Linked DNA regions of Sus scrofa: region 1 is linked to region 2. A link is a contact called in public Hi-C data. All regions are on one chromosome and are shown on one strand. The core of a region is the stretch at or near the end of the contact, and the rest is flanking DNA. Distances in the headings are between cores, read along the strand shown. Region 1 has its middle 77 kb from the start of AFDN. Region 2 holds the start of AFDN (afadin).

Region 1 (6,093 bases), core at 1,999-4,498, 77 kb before region 2:
CGGCGGGCGCAGGAGCCGGGTGTCTCCGCGCCTTGAGTGCCTTGAGCGCCTTGAGCATCTCGGCGCTCTTGCTAATAGAGGGGCCGGCGAGGCCGTGTAGGGTCAGCCCTGAAAGCATAGCTGGAGACCCTACACCTTCCAGCCTCCGGAGGAAACAGGGGACAGGAGAGCCAGATCGTTTCAATAAAAGGCAAAAACTTAAAACTGAAAAAGGCAAGGAAAATCGTGGCAGGTAGAAATACCAGTACGAGCTGGCCACACTAAGTCCAAACACAAGCAGAATGCAACAAATACACAGAGGACCCCGCCCCCGGCCCGAGCAATGGACAGCAGAGCCCAGATCCGTGTCCTCAGATGGCAGGCGTCTGGATTTGGGTGGCAGAGCCTGCGTCCCAGGGCACTCGGAGGGTCTTAGCGCCAGGCTGGGAGAAATGGCTAAAACCACGAGAGCAGAGCGTCGTCTGGGTCTGGGAGTTTGCAGGCTCCTCCTGCACGGCGATGACCTGGGCTTACACAGAGGGGTTACTTCTCCCTCCCGTCTGGGGACCGAGCCTCCTCCTTCCTGTGGGCCTGGAGAACAGAACCCCACAGGCTGCTCCAAAACCAAGCCTCTGTTCCTCTGAAGCCCACAGAGCTCGGCCCCCACCCCCGCTCCCTGGTGGGGCTTGGAGAGGGCACACCGACCCCTGGGAGGCTGCCCCGAAGTCGTCTCCTGGACTCACAGGTTTATGTACACGGACAGGTCAGCAGAGCTGGGGGAGGCCCGAGGACGGGTCCCCACGGGCTTGGGTCCTAAGTCCTGGTGGAGCCGTGCGATGTGGCTGCCAGAGTAACGATCTGTGGTCACCGGTGGGGAAAGACGTCCCCGACAGGAAGTAAGAAAGGTAACAGAGTCCCCTGTACGACGGGACATCACGTCTCATGGGAATTCATTCACACGCCATCTCGGTTTCAGTTCAGGCGCCAAAAAACCAATGGGGACGGTTCCGCAGGCCCTGACTGTGGCTCTTCGGCTGGGGGTGGGCAGGACGGTGGTTACGGAAATTTTCATCTTCCCGTCTTTCCCACTTCTCTCTTTTTTTTCTCACTAGATTGTATTTATTTTACAGTCAGCAGGGGGAGCAATAAAGAGGGTTGTTTTCAACGTAAAGTTATCTTTATATGATTTTTTAAATTGCTTTGTGCTTTGTACTAAGAAGGGGACTCCCTGAAACCCCGGGCTCACCTCGTCTGTTATCGACCTGGACCTTGCAGGATTATTTCTCTGATGCGACTAGGCCGTGCCAAGTTCTGCTTTCCTTTTTTCCCCAACAGTTCTTCTTTCCTTTTTTTTTTTTCTTTTCCCAAAAAGGAAGAGGAGGGATGTGGGCTGTGCAAAACACACTTGGCAAAGGATTCCCTTTGTGCTGGGAAAGCATCCGTTTCGAATACACACTAGAGCGTATTTTTATTCATCCAATGACCCTCAAATTCAAAGCTAATTTCATTTATCATAGAATTTATGTACAAAACGATTTTTGCCTTGACGAAGAAAACTAATGAGATAATTTCTACAGCATCTTCACCCTCTTCCAGCCTCCGCGACGTCCTCTGTGTCCTCTGAAAAGGCCGTGTGTGTAACACAGAATATTTGCTTTGTTACAGCAAATCAGGATCCGAGGCAACGCCAGGGGGCCGTCACCCCCAAATTGCTGCCACTGTCCTTTCAGCAGCACCATCTGGCTGCCAAAGCGCCTCCCTTCTGAGCTGCGACCCCGTGGGAGCGCAGCTCCTGGTCCCGCTGCCAGATGATGCCTGAGGCTTCCTTTCTTCCCACCTCCTCCCTCCCTCCCTCCCGCCCCCGCTTCTCCCTCTCGCTGTCTCTCTCCCTCCCTTGGTTCTTTCTGGGGAAGGGGTGTAACAAGAGCATTAACCTCCAGCAAGTCCCCCAGGAGCTGCGACGCCCACAGCCGTTGCTCCAGGCTTCCCGACCTGGGTGCCCGTGACTCTGCCTCCACAGGGCACGGAAGGGGGATAGTGATGACACAGCACGTGGGTCACTTGGGCTCTCGACGACTTCAGAGTCCCTCTTTAATCTAACGCCTACTGCACAGACGGTAACGACCACCTTCCTTCCCAGGTGGTGAAATCCCGAGGCTGTGGCCAGTCCGTCCACCTGGGAGCAGGCCTGACATCTGAGCCCGGCCGTCTGTCTCCCGAGACTGCGTGCTTAGCCGGACACTCCTGGGGTGTCCGGAGAGGTGAGCAGGAGGTGAGCAGCCTGGAGGAGGACCGGCTGCGCACGCCTGCCCCGCTGGACAGGGACGCGCATGCGGGACAGCCACCGCCCACCCGGGAGAGCTGTTCTGGGGTTTGATGTCAGACGTGCCAGGACGTGCCAGGTGGCGGCCGAGAGCAGGGAAAGGGAGTGAGAGGGCCAGGGCCCTGGGTGGGGGAGGGAGGGTGGACCAGGGAGCAGGCTGGGGAAGGGAAGGAGCCTGGGTCTGGGGCCAGCCACGTGGCGAGGCCCAGCAGGGTCCAGCAGGCTGGGTGCTGCTCTGACTCCACCCACAGGGGCGCTCACTAGCCGGGACGCTCTGCACCTGCGTGCTGGCCAGGAGCAGGACGGAGACTGTGTGCTGGGCCCCAGACATCGTGGCCACTGCCCCCAGAGCCCAGGAGCCTGCACGGGGCTCCCAGGCTCCCACTCCTGGGCAGTGTGTGCCCCAGGTTGGGGTCCAGGCCAGGTCCCCAACTCAGCGCCGACCAGACTCCAAATCCAGCATCCCCTGAGCGCCTGTCCTCTGGGGCTCCAAGGCACAGCCCTGTTCCTGGGGCTGATTCTCCAGTCTGTGGGGTTTTTTTTCCCCGGCCACACCAGCGGGAACATGAGAGTGGGTGAGCTGTCTGTGTCCCAGCTCCATCCACGGGGACACACTCCCTGGCCGACAGAACCACAGTTTTGTTCCCATTGCTACCCCCTCCCCCCGTAACCGCGTCCTCCTGCCACAAGGACTGGGGGCTGCAGCCTTGGGCATCAGACATGCCCGGGGCCTTGGGGCCCCACTCCAGGGTTCAAGAGCCCTGACCCACTGACAAGCCACTGGTCACACAGCAGGCGCCCCCAGGGGACAGCTAGGTCCCGCAGGGAGGACAGCCTGTCGGACTGAAGAGAAAGACACCCCGCCACCCCCACGGCCCCGGCTGGGGTGGAGGACGCCGCCCAGCCCCGCTGTCCTCAGCCTCTGACGACAGGGGAAACCGGCCCTCGGACGAGGAGCCTCGCATGGCCGATGGCCAGGCTGACCCACTGATTCACAGACCCGCACTCCCCACCCGCCCAGGGCTTCCTGCTTCCTGATGTGCAAGGCAGGATGTTTCCTTTTTTCTTTCAAAGCCAGTTTGAGTCAGAGTTTCTGTTTCGCGTAGCTGAAGGCACCAGCTATTCCCTTTCATGGCCCAAACACTGGCCCGCAGGCCCCGAACCAACCCAGCGGGAAGGCTGCAGCCTGATGCGACTTCGGGGGGTGGCTGCCAGGCTCCCCCCGCCTTCCCGGCAACGGGGCCCTTCCTCCCGCTCTGCGCCCTCCGCAAAGGGAAAACCGCGGACAGCGGCGTCGGCCCCGGTGCTTTTCACTGAAAACGTCTTTCCTGAGAACGATCAGCACTTTGACGTGTTGGTCCTCAGGCCTATTAAAAATACGACATGTGTGAATTTGTCTCCATCGGTACTGAGTTTAGGAGCTGAAATAAGGGTTTGTAAATAGCAATAAAAGTACATCTCTCCTCCCCTTCTCAATCCCGCCAAATGGGGGTAACGGTTAAAATACCATAAGCCCTCGGAAGGAGAAAAAAATTACAGGCAAAGAAATACAAATGCAGATTCTCAGATTTCTACAACACAGGGCTCCAGGCGGCCACGGAACCAAGCTGTTTGTAAAGAGTTCTTGTGGGTGTTGTTTTTCCTTTTTTGGCCGCACCCGCGACACATGGAAATTCCCGGCCAGGGACTGAATCTGAGCCACAGCTGTGACCTACCCACAGGTGTGACCTACCTGGCACACTCCTTAACCCGCTGTGCCAGGCTGGGGATCAAACCAGCAACGCCGCAGAGAAAAATGGGATGGTAAAGCCACAGCCCTACAGCGAGCACGCCCAAGAGTGCTAAGGAGAAGAAAGCAAGTCTCACACCTCGGAGCAAGCAGGCTCGGGCTCCTGGGTGAAGACAGGCTGGCATGCTTACATCGTCGTTTTGTCCTTTGATCAAAAAAAGACGATTTAGTTAAAAGCAGCAGGATTCATGTCAAATCCACAAGACCTTACAAAGAATACGCCTCCTAGAAAAATGAAGATGTCTCAGCCACTGAAATGTTTGCCAATTTCTTGAGCAAAAATTAGCTCAAGAAAGTAAATGTCAAGGTCCCTTCGTGGTGCAGCAGTGAACGATCCCGCCTAGAATCCATGAGGATGCGTGTTCGATCCCTGGCCCCGCTCAGTGGGTTGAGGAGCTGGTGTTGCCATGAGCTGTGGTGTAGGTCGCAGGCGAGGCTCGGATCCCGCATTGCTGTGGCTCTGGTGTAGGCCGGTGGCTACGGATCCTATCAGACCCCTAGCCTGGGAAACTCCATATGCCGCTGGTGTGGTCTTAAAAAGACAAAATGACCCAAAAAAGAAAAAAATAACTAAAGTAAATGTCACACATAGAAACGCTGTCAAGGCCACTGAGACCAATTAACAAAAGAAACTTCAAAATCTTGGAGTTCCCGTCGTGGCGCAGTGGTTAACGAATCCGACTAGGAACCATGAGGTTGTGGGTTCGACCCCTGCCCTTGCTCAGTGGGTTAACGATCCGGCGTTGCCGTGAGCTGTGGTGTACGTTGCAGACTCGGCTCGGATCCCGCGTTGCTTCGGCTACAGCTTCGATGCGACCCCTAGCCTGGGAACCTCCACATGCCGCAGGAGCGGCTCAAAGAAATAGCAAAAAGACAAAAAAAAAAAAAAAAAAAAAAAAAAAAAAAAAAAGAAAGTTCAAAATCTAATGAGATCCCAAAAAATCTACAAAAAATACAAAGAGACAACAAAAGCCATCAGGAAGAGAAACCCAGATGAAATGAACAACAGCCGAAGGCTGAGGGCGGAGGGGGGCGGGCAGGCAGGAGACTAGAGAGTCCTCCGGGGCCTTCCTCCTGCGCATGGACACGCACACATGCAGTAAGTGCACGCACACACACAAGGCGCTTGCACACACGTGCACAAGACCCACTTGTGTGTGGTTTCAAAAATACAAATTAGGGAGGTCCTTGGTGGCCCAGCAGGTTAAGGAACTGACATTGTCACTGCTCTGGCACGGGTTCGATCCCCGGCCCAGGAACTTCTGCACACCGTGAGCAAGGCCTACGTGTGTGTGTGTGTGTGTGTGTGGTGTGTGTGTAAGATATATAGATACACACACACACACACATATGTAAGATAATTACTTAGAAATCTTAAATATACGCACCAGTATAATCTAAAACAAGATAATATGTGATCTTCCAAACACCAAAAAGAGCAAAGTGAACAAGTCCCTTTACGGGGCGTGCGGATGTCACAGGAGGGAGGTGACAGACAGAACCCTGAAAAGAAAGGGAAGAAACGTTGTGTGAGAAAGAAGCCCCCAATCAGGAGCACGTACTATCCCTGCTGGACTATTCTCAAACTCGCTTATTTTTTTCCCGTAATTTTGGCCGTATTTTCTCACCACAGGTACCACCATTGCTTTTCCTTAAACTGACTCACTTTTTTACTTAAAAACATACTATAGCCTTTTTCTTAAGCAGAAATAATTGCCAAGTCATGGGTCTTCAGTATTCTCTTTTCCTGATACACACTAAAGCAGAAAATATTCAGGAGTTCCCGTCGTGGCGCAGCGGAAACGAATCCAACTAGGAACCATGAGGTTGTGGGTTCCGTCCCTGGCCTCTCTCAGTGGGTTAAGGATCCAGCTTGCCGTGAGCTGCGGTGTAGGTTGCAGACACGGCTCAGATCCCGCGCGGCCGTGGCTGTAGTGTAAGCCAGCGGCTACAGCTTCGATTGGATCCCTAGCCTGGGAACCTCCATATGCCGCGTGTGTGA
Region 2 (6,473 bases), core at 282-2,781:
AGACAAAACCCAGCAGGGTCGGCACAATTCTCTGGTCTTTCCCAGAAAAGAAGAGATCCAATTGGTGGAGAGAAAAATCTTCTCCATGCTGGAAAAGACAGAGTCATGACAAAAATAAAGCGGCTTTGTCAAGGAAGGGCTCACTATTTTCATTGCTTAGCTGTGGTATTTCAAAGATGAAGGCTTTTGGTGACTACGCATCACAAATAACGTAGGAGACTCGGCCCTACCGAGCGCGCAACGCATGGAGAAACAGTCTGCTGCTGGCAGGTGTTCTGCAGCCAGTATTTTTGGGGGTGAGGCAATCAAAGAAAAAACACCTCATGAAATAAATACTCCTAAACGGACCAAACTTGCTACGGAAATGAACCTTAGGTCTGCACAGGCACCAGGACACTCGGAGGCTGTCAGGCGGCGGAGGCAGCATCTCCCTGCGCCCAGAGGCGCCTCAAGGGACCCATGGCTGCAACTTTGTGCTGCCTCGAGTCCGTGGGGCGCTCGCGGACCCTCTGCAAGGAGACACACGGCGAGGCGGCCTTGCCGACCCGACACTGCGGGAGAAGCACGCGCGGCGCGGGGCCCGGCACCCGGCCGGGGGCGCTGCACGATCCCCAGTCCACACCCGCAGCGATGACGCGCGCTCCTCGGAAGGGACGGACCGGAGCCCGCGCCGGACCGCGGGGTGCGGGGCGGTCGGCACCCCAAGGGGCTCGCCGCGTCCCCTCCCTCCCGCACTGCCGGCCCGCCCAGCAAGCTCGCCCGAACCCGGTCTGCCGGTCGGACCCAGTAGCGCCCGCCCGAGCCCCGCCCACTGGCCAGACCCAGTTCTGCCCGTCGGAACCCCGCCCACTGGTCGGACCCGTACCGCCCGCCCGAACCTGGTTCCATCTGAACCCCGCCCACCGGTCGGACCCGTACCGCCCGCCCGACCCCGCCCACTGGCCAGACCCAGTTCTGTCGTCGGAACCCCGCCCACCGGTCGGACCCGGTACCGCCCAGCCGAACCTGGTTCCGTGCGAACCCGGCCCACCGGTGGGACCCGCACCGCCCGCCCGCACCTGGCTCCATCCGAACCCGGCCCACCGGTCGGACCCGGAACGGCCCGTCGCGACCCAGCCCCGCCCGCGCGCGCCGGCCCGGGCGCCGGCGGCCGGGCGCCCGGCGCGCGGGCGGGCGCAGCAGCACCTAGCGGAGGCCGGAGGTGCGGGCGCGGGCGCGCGGGCGCGGGGGCGCGCACGGCGGGCGGGGCGGCGGCGCGTGCGGGCGGGCGCTCGGGGCGCACACCGGCCGGCGGGCTGACGCGGGGCGGGCCGGCGGCGGCGGCGGCGGCTGAGGCGCGGGGCCGCGGCGGCCGGAGCGGGGCCGGAGGCGGCGGCTGAGGAGCCCGCGGAGCCGAGAGCTGAGGCGGCCGGGCCGGGGCCGCGGAGCCGGCGCGCCGAGCGGGGCGCGGGCAGCCGGGCCGAGGCGGCCGAGCGGCGAGCCGGGCCCACGGAGCCCGGGCGCGCGGCCCCCCGCCCGACCCGGGCCCCCGACCCCGGGCCCCGCGCGGCCGGAGGATGTCGGCGGGCGCCCGCGACGAGGAGCGGCGGAAGCTGGCCGACATCATCCAGCACTGGAACGCCAACCGGCTGGACCTGTTCGAGATCAGCCAGCCCACCGAGGTAGCGCGGCCTCCGCGACGCCCCCCGCGCGGGCCCGGTCACCTGCGCCCCGGCGGCGGGGGGGGGGGCGGGGCGGGGCGGGGCCCGGTGGTCTCCCGCCCGCCGGCCCGGCCCGCGGACCTTTGTCGCTGGGCGAGCGAGCATGTGCCCGCGGCGCTCGGCCGCAGTGGGGGCCCGGGGGGCGGCGGGCCGCGAGCGCCAAGTAAACGTCGGCAAAGTTGTTCCAATTGTGCGGGTTTGCCGATAACGCAGCCCGGAATTGAACTCCGGGGGAAAGAAGGTTGCCTCCCATTCGCTGCCTGCGCTCAGGTGGACGGGCGAGCGCCCCTCCCCGCGCCGGCCGTGCGCGCGCCCGCGGCGGCCCGGGCCCCGGGAGGGGAGGGGCTGGGGGAGGGGGCCGCGGGCGGGGGTGGGGGCTGGGCGCGGGTGGTGCTGGCCTGAGCCTGGGGCCGGGCCGGGGGCAGGGCCGGGGGGCCCGGGGGGCTGGGCAGGGCCGGGGGCTGGGTCGGGGGCTGGGTCGGGGACTGGCGCGGTGGCCTCGGGCCCCCGCCGGCGGCGCTGCCCCCGGGGGTGGCCGGTCCTGGGCGTGCTCCTGAGAAAAGGAGGAAATCGCACTTGCTCCAGGCCTGGGACAATGGTAGTTGTTTATAGCAAAGCTGCCGAGAGAGTCCCGAACAGTTGGGAAAAAAAAGGAAAAAACAGGTTTCCTCCCCGTCGGCTGGGACGGGAGGGCAGTGGGAGCAGCGTGGAGGTGAGGCTCCTGGGGAGACCCGGCAGGCCGGTCCTAGTGAACGTGCGGGGCTTGCTTCCTCTCAGGTGGAGGTGGTGCCTGCACGACATACACCTTACACAGGATTTATGTTCTCTTGGGGAATCATTTTGATAGCGCCTATTTCTGACTTGTTCTCATGGGTAACTCAGTATATTTACTAAAATGTCAGCTTTTGGACACCAGTCCTGTTTGCACATTTGAGCTGTCTCATGAAATTTAATCCCTTTTCTGATTAAACCCCAGTTTGTGTTTTGAATAAGGTTGACTTTTACTTTCTGGATGTAAAGTAAAATTTTGCCTGTAGTGGCAAAGATTCCATTTCTCCTGCCTTCCTGGGCAAAGCCATTCATCTTAATCCTCGGTGGAATGCTAATGCAAAGTGCTAGGTTCAGGTTGCCAGTTTGAACACTGATCATAAGTTACTCCTGATTCACCACTCATCATCTCTGATGATTTTATGAGTTAGATGCTGGTAAGCACATTAATAATAAGTCGTTAAGTGTTCATTCATAGGCTTATTAGCGTGTCTTTTGAAAGGTGACATGCAGTAATTTAGCCTTCAGGATTATGTTGTCTTTTCAGAATAATGAGTTCATTTTTCGTATCTCTGGTTTAAAAAATTCAGATGTAAAATGTTATTTTGGTACTTAGTTGTTTTGTGTTTTTTTTTTTGTTTGAATGGAACTATTTGTAATTGTTTTTTCAGAGATTCCCAAGTCTGGTTGATAAAAGAAATTTATTTTTCAGTTTAGTAATAGCTAATTCAGTTTACATTTTGGGATTTTAAGTTCAGTTGGCATTTAAAAATCCTGAATCAGAAATGGCTTAGAGTTCATGGATTTCATTAAATTCTATTTTTAAACACTCGATTGAAACCTCTATTTTCTTAGATACATGAGTAATTATTGAAATAAAACTGGACTGTTATTCACCTAGTTATTCCATGGGTGAAAAGTTGCTGTCCATACGTGTTGAAGCAAAGCAGGGGTTGAAGGACATTTTTTGAAAATGACTATTTCATTTAGTGTAATATGAAATAATTTCTCCCTCCCACTCGTAAATACATATATAATATTTTTAGAAATGATTCTCCAGGGTTGTGTCAGAAAGCCTTTCGTAATGAAACAAGTTGTTTTTCTCAAACGTCCGTGTTATTTGTCTTAGCCGTTACGTTGTCCAGTACCTAGTTCACACTTTGCTTTTTGTTTTCTGGAGAACCTTTGCGTGCTGTTAAGTTTGTTGTGGTCTGGGAAATTTAAGCTTTACTTTTAGCACGTATCTTTAATTGTGATGTGGGTTTAAACTCAAGTTAATTCTCTAAACCAATATATCAAGGCCAGCGGTTTCAATTTCTAGCTACACTTTTTTGTCTGAAATTTTTTAATGTTTGAAAAAATGAGTTTTTACTCTATTTGTCACAAATCATTTTCCTTAGTTTTTTAAAGGGATTTAAGTGTTATACTGGCCTTTATTATATTTGATAAATGTTGAACACATTTACTGCAGAATTCAGTTTGTAAGAATACAATTTAAGCATTATATATTTGGATAATCTTTTTTATGTATGTACATAAGTATAGCTGTGGGTGGTTTTCTTTTGATTGCTTTTTTGGGGGGTACAGTGATCAGTATCTATTATCAACTCATATCAGTCATTTGTGGTTGGTGGTTTCAGGCAGCCTTGATAACCACTGATCTGTGGTTTCTGTGCTTAGGGAGATAATAAACTTGGCTTTTTGGGTTACATCCACTTTTAGTGAAAATTAGAATATGGTTTAAAATCCCCTTGGTCACGTTTGCTTCGTATTCACCTTTGTGTGTAGAAAAGACAGGGCTTCCAAAGTAAGAGGAAGTTCTATTTTATCCTTGTGTGTTTGTCAGCCCAGGAAGTTCTGTTTTATCATTGTATGTTTTTCAGCCCCTTCCTCATTTTGGATCCTAGATCCCTTGGAATTGAAAACGAGAGTTGATATTCTTAAAGTTGATATTTTGTCACCAGGAGATTGATGTTAAGCTGAATTAATATCTTGACAACTGTGGAAAACTATAGCCTATAATATACGACATGCATCCAAGAGCATTTTAGTCCTGCCTGTCCTTTTTTTTTTTTTTTTTTTAACTCTTTATTTCTTTTAGGGATTTCTAATTCTTTATTATGGCAGAATGCTTGTCGTTAATCTCGTTGCCTCCTCTGAAAAGAGCGTGTCTGGTCACCCCCAGGTCTCTTGTTGTTTTCTGGTCTTCTGTTGTTTAACTTCCTCCACTTGTGGTCATTGGTTTGTCTCTCCCACCCTGATCACGTGAAGGCGAGAGCCTCGAGTTTTATCGTTTTATGTCTATCATGGGGTGCATGCTCAATAAATATTTTGTGCAAAGGATAACTGAGCGTGGCTTTCTTGGGGTACAGTTTTATTCCTGGCAAAACGGGCTCCATGCTTTTTAAAAACTCAGTGGAATTATCTACTAGGCTATTAAAGACTTATGTTTTCATGTCTTATTCTTTTGCATCAAGTTTACACCTGAATGCAAAAACCTTGCTAGGTAGTTGACTAAGTCACTTTATGAGACATTTCTTAAAGTCATTTGTTTTGTTTATTTCTTGTTGAATTCATTGCCTTCTTCTTTTGCATTGATGGGAAAAAATCTGTGTGGACACCCATATATTCTTTATTAGCGGTAAAATGCTGTATTTTACTACTGCGCTTAATCTTGAGGAATGAAGCGGTGACTCATGTTACCCAGAGGTGTGCGTGAAAAATAACTGGTGGCTTGTCGGCAGAGGTGGAGTAGGACGTCCTGGGTGAGGCGGGCGTCATTGCACGGCTTAGAGCCAAGTCTGTGTGTGGCTGCTGCTTAGGTTGTAACTGGGCCTTAGCGGCAGCCTAACTGTCTGAAACTCTTTTGAAAGCAGCAGCTGTATGATCGCGCTTTAGAAGATCTTTTTGCTGGTGACTTGTGTGATGAGATAGGCGATTGCCAGTGACGTGTTTTTAGTATTTATAGGTGTTTCTGTTTCTTATAGCCTTGAAAAAAAATGGGTTTTCTTTTCCTGGGCGCCGTGGCGAAGGTTTCTCTCTGTGTGGGTGTGTGCTTGGGAGTGTGAAGCAAAGGCCCTGTCCTGCGCTGCTACCTTCAGATGGAACCGCCTCTGCGCGAGCTTCAGCTGGCTCTCCTGTCTGCTCTGCTCCGCGTGGGCTTACTGGGCGCCAGTGGCGCAGCGCCAGGCCTTTCCAGGGCTCTCTTACTTTGACCAGTAAGTGGAAGGAGTGGTTCTTTCATGTTCTTGAGAAAAATCTGATTCACAAAGGATCATGATTAGGTACCACACTGGTGGGGTGCCTAAGAGAAAAGGGTTTAGGGATGTGTCTTTAAGGACTTAATTGAACAGGTAAATTGTGTAAAGCGGCTGGTTATTATTCTGGTGGCGCAGGTGAATTTGTTTATAAACATTCTGTGAGACGTGAACTTGGCTGTGATGTCCAAGTGCTACTACATCATACGGCAGTTGTTTTGATACGAGCCTGCTGTCTTTTAGTCTGCATAACATGGATGTGTGAGTGATATTTATGGCGCATAAAACGAAACTGACCTCTCTTAATCGAAAACTATTTTCAGGGGCGGTAGCGTCTGTTGATTTTTGTCCAGAGTTCTGCCGTTCGTTTCCTGGCTGTTTGTATTTAGGACATAGCTGCCTTGAAGACGCCTAGGGCAGTGATCAAACACATTTGCATTTGTAAGTAGCTACTGGGCAGTGTGGCAAATCCCGCAGACCCCTTCCCAGGTCTGGACCTGTCCTGGTGTGTTGGTGGATACCGACAGGCTGGCAGGCCTGCCCATTCACTGGTGGCTTCCAGTCGGTGGGGTTGACAGTAGGTGCGGGCCTGTCAGCGGTGGGCATCTTCGTGCGACAGCAGAAGGGTTTCCTCCACAGCTGCAGTCACAGATGGGGTCTGGATAGAGCAGGCTGAGCTGGGGGGCGCGTGGGAATTGGCTTGTCCGTCCCGGGTCATCTGGGCGAGGTTTTGTCCTGGCAGTCGGAA

What was found. Hi-C and Micro-C count contacts between places; a contact is called where the count stands out from the background.
Region 1: a Hi-C map of retroperitoneal adipose tissue shows a contact between it and region 2, with 1.7 times the contacts expected there. The contact joins the enhancer-like site here to the promoter of AFDN in region 2. A contact is called at or near these places in 8 of 47 Hi-C or Micro-C datasets (embryonic fibroblasts, epiblast stem cells, fetal skeletal muscle and 4 more) and 2 of 2 datasets of contacts at active chromatin or transcription factors (alveolar macrophages and skeletal muscle).

The regions. Positions count from the first base shown.
Region 1 is chr1:1,772,551-1,778,643 of Sscrofa11.1, reverse strand. No RefSeq gene overlaps it. Among named protein-coding and RNA genes, the nearest start is that of AFDN, 77 kb to the right of the region's middle. Within about 2 kb of position 3,248, at least 23 of the 83 cell types and tissues checked have an H3K27ac peak or open chromatin away from gene starts, as enhancers often do. A contact at or near this core is called in alveolar macrophages, liver, retroperitoneal adipose tissue and 1 more, where this site is marked.
Region 2 is chr1:1,693,532-1,700,004 of Sscrofa11.1, reverse strand. AFDN (afadin) reads left to right here and starts at 1,531. Exons shown (of 32, transcript XM_021085839.1): 1 at 1,531-1,661. The coding sequence starts at 1,557.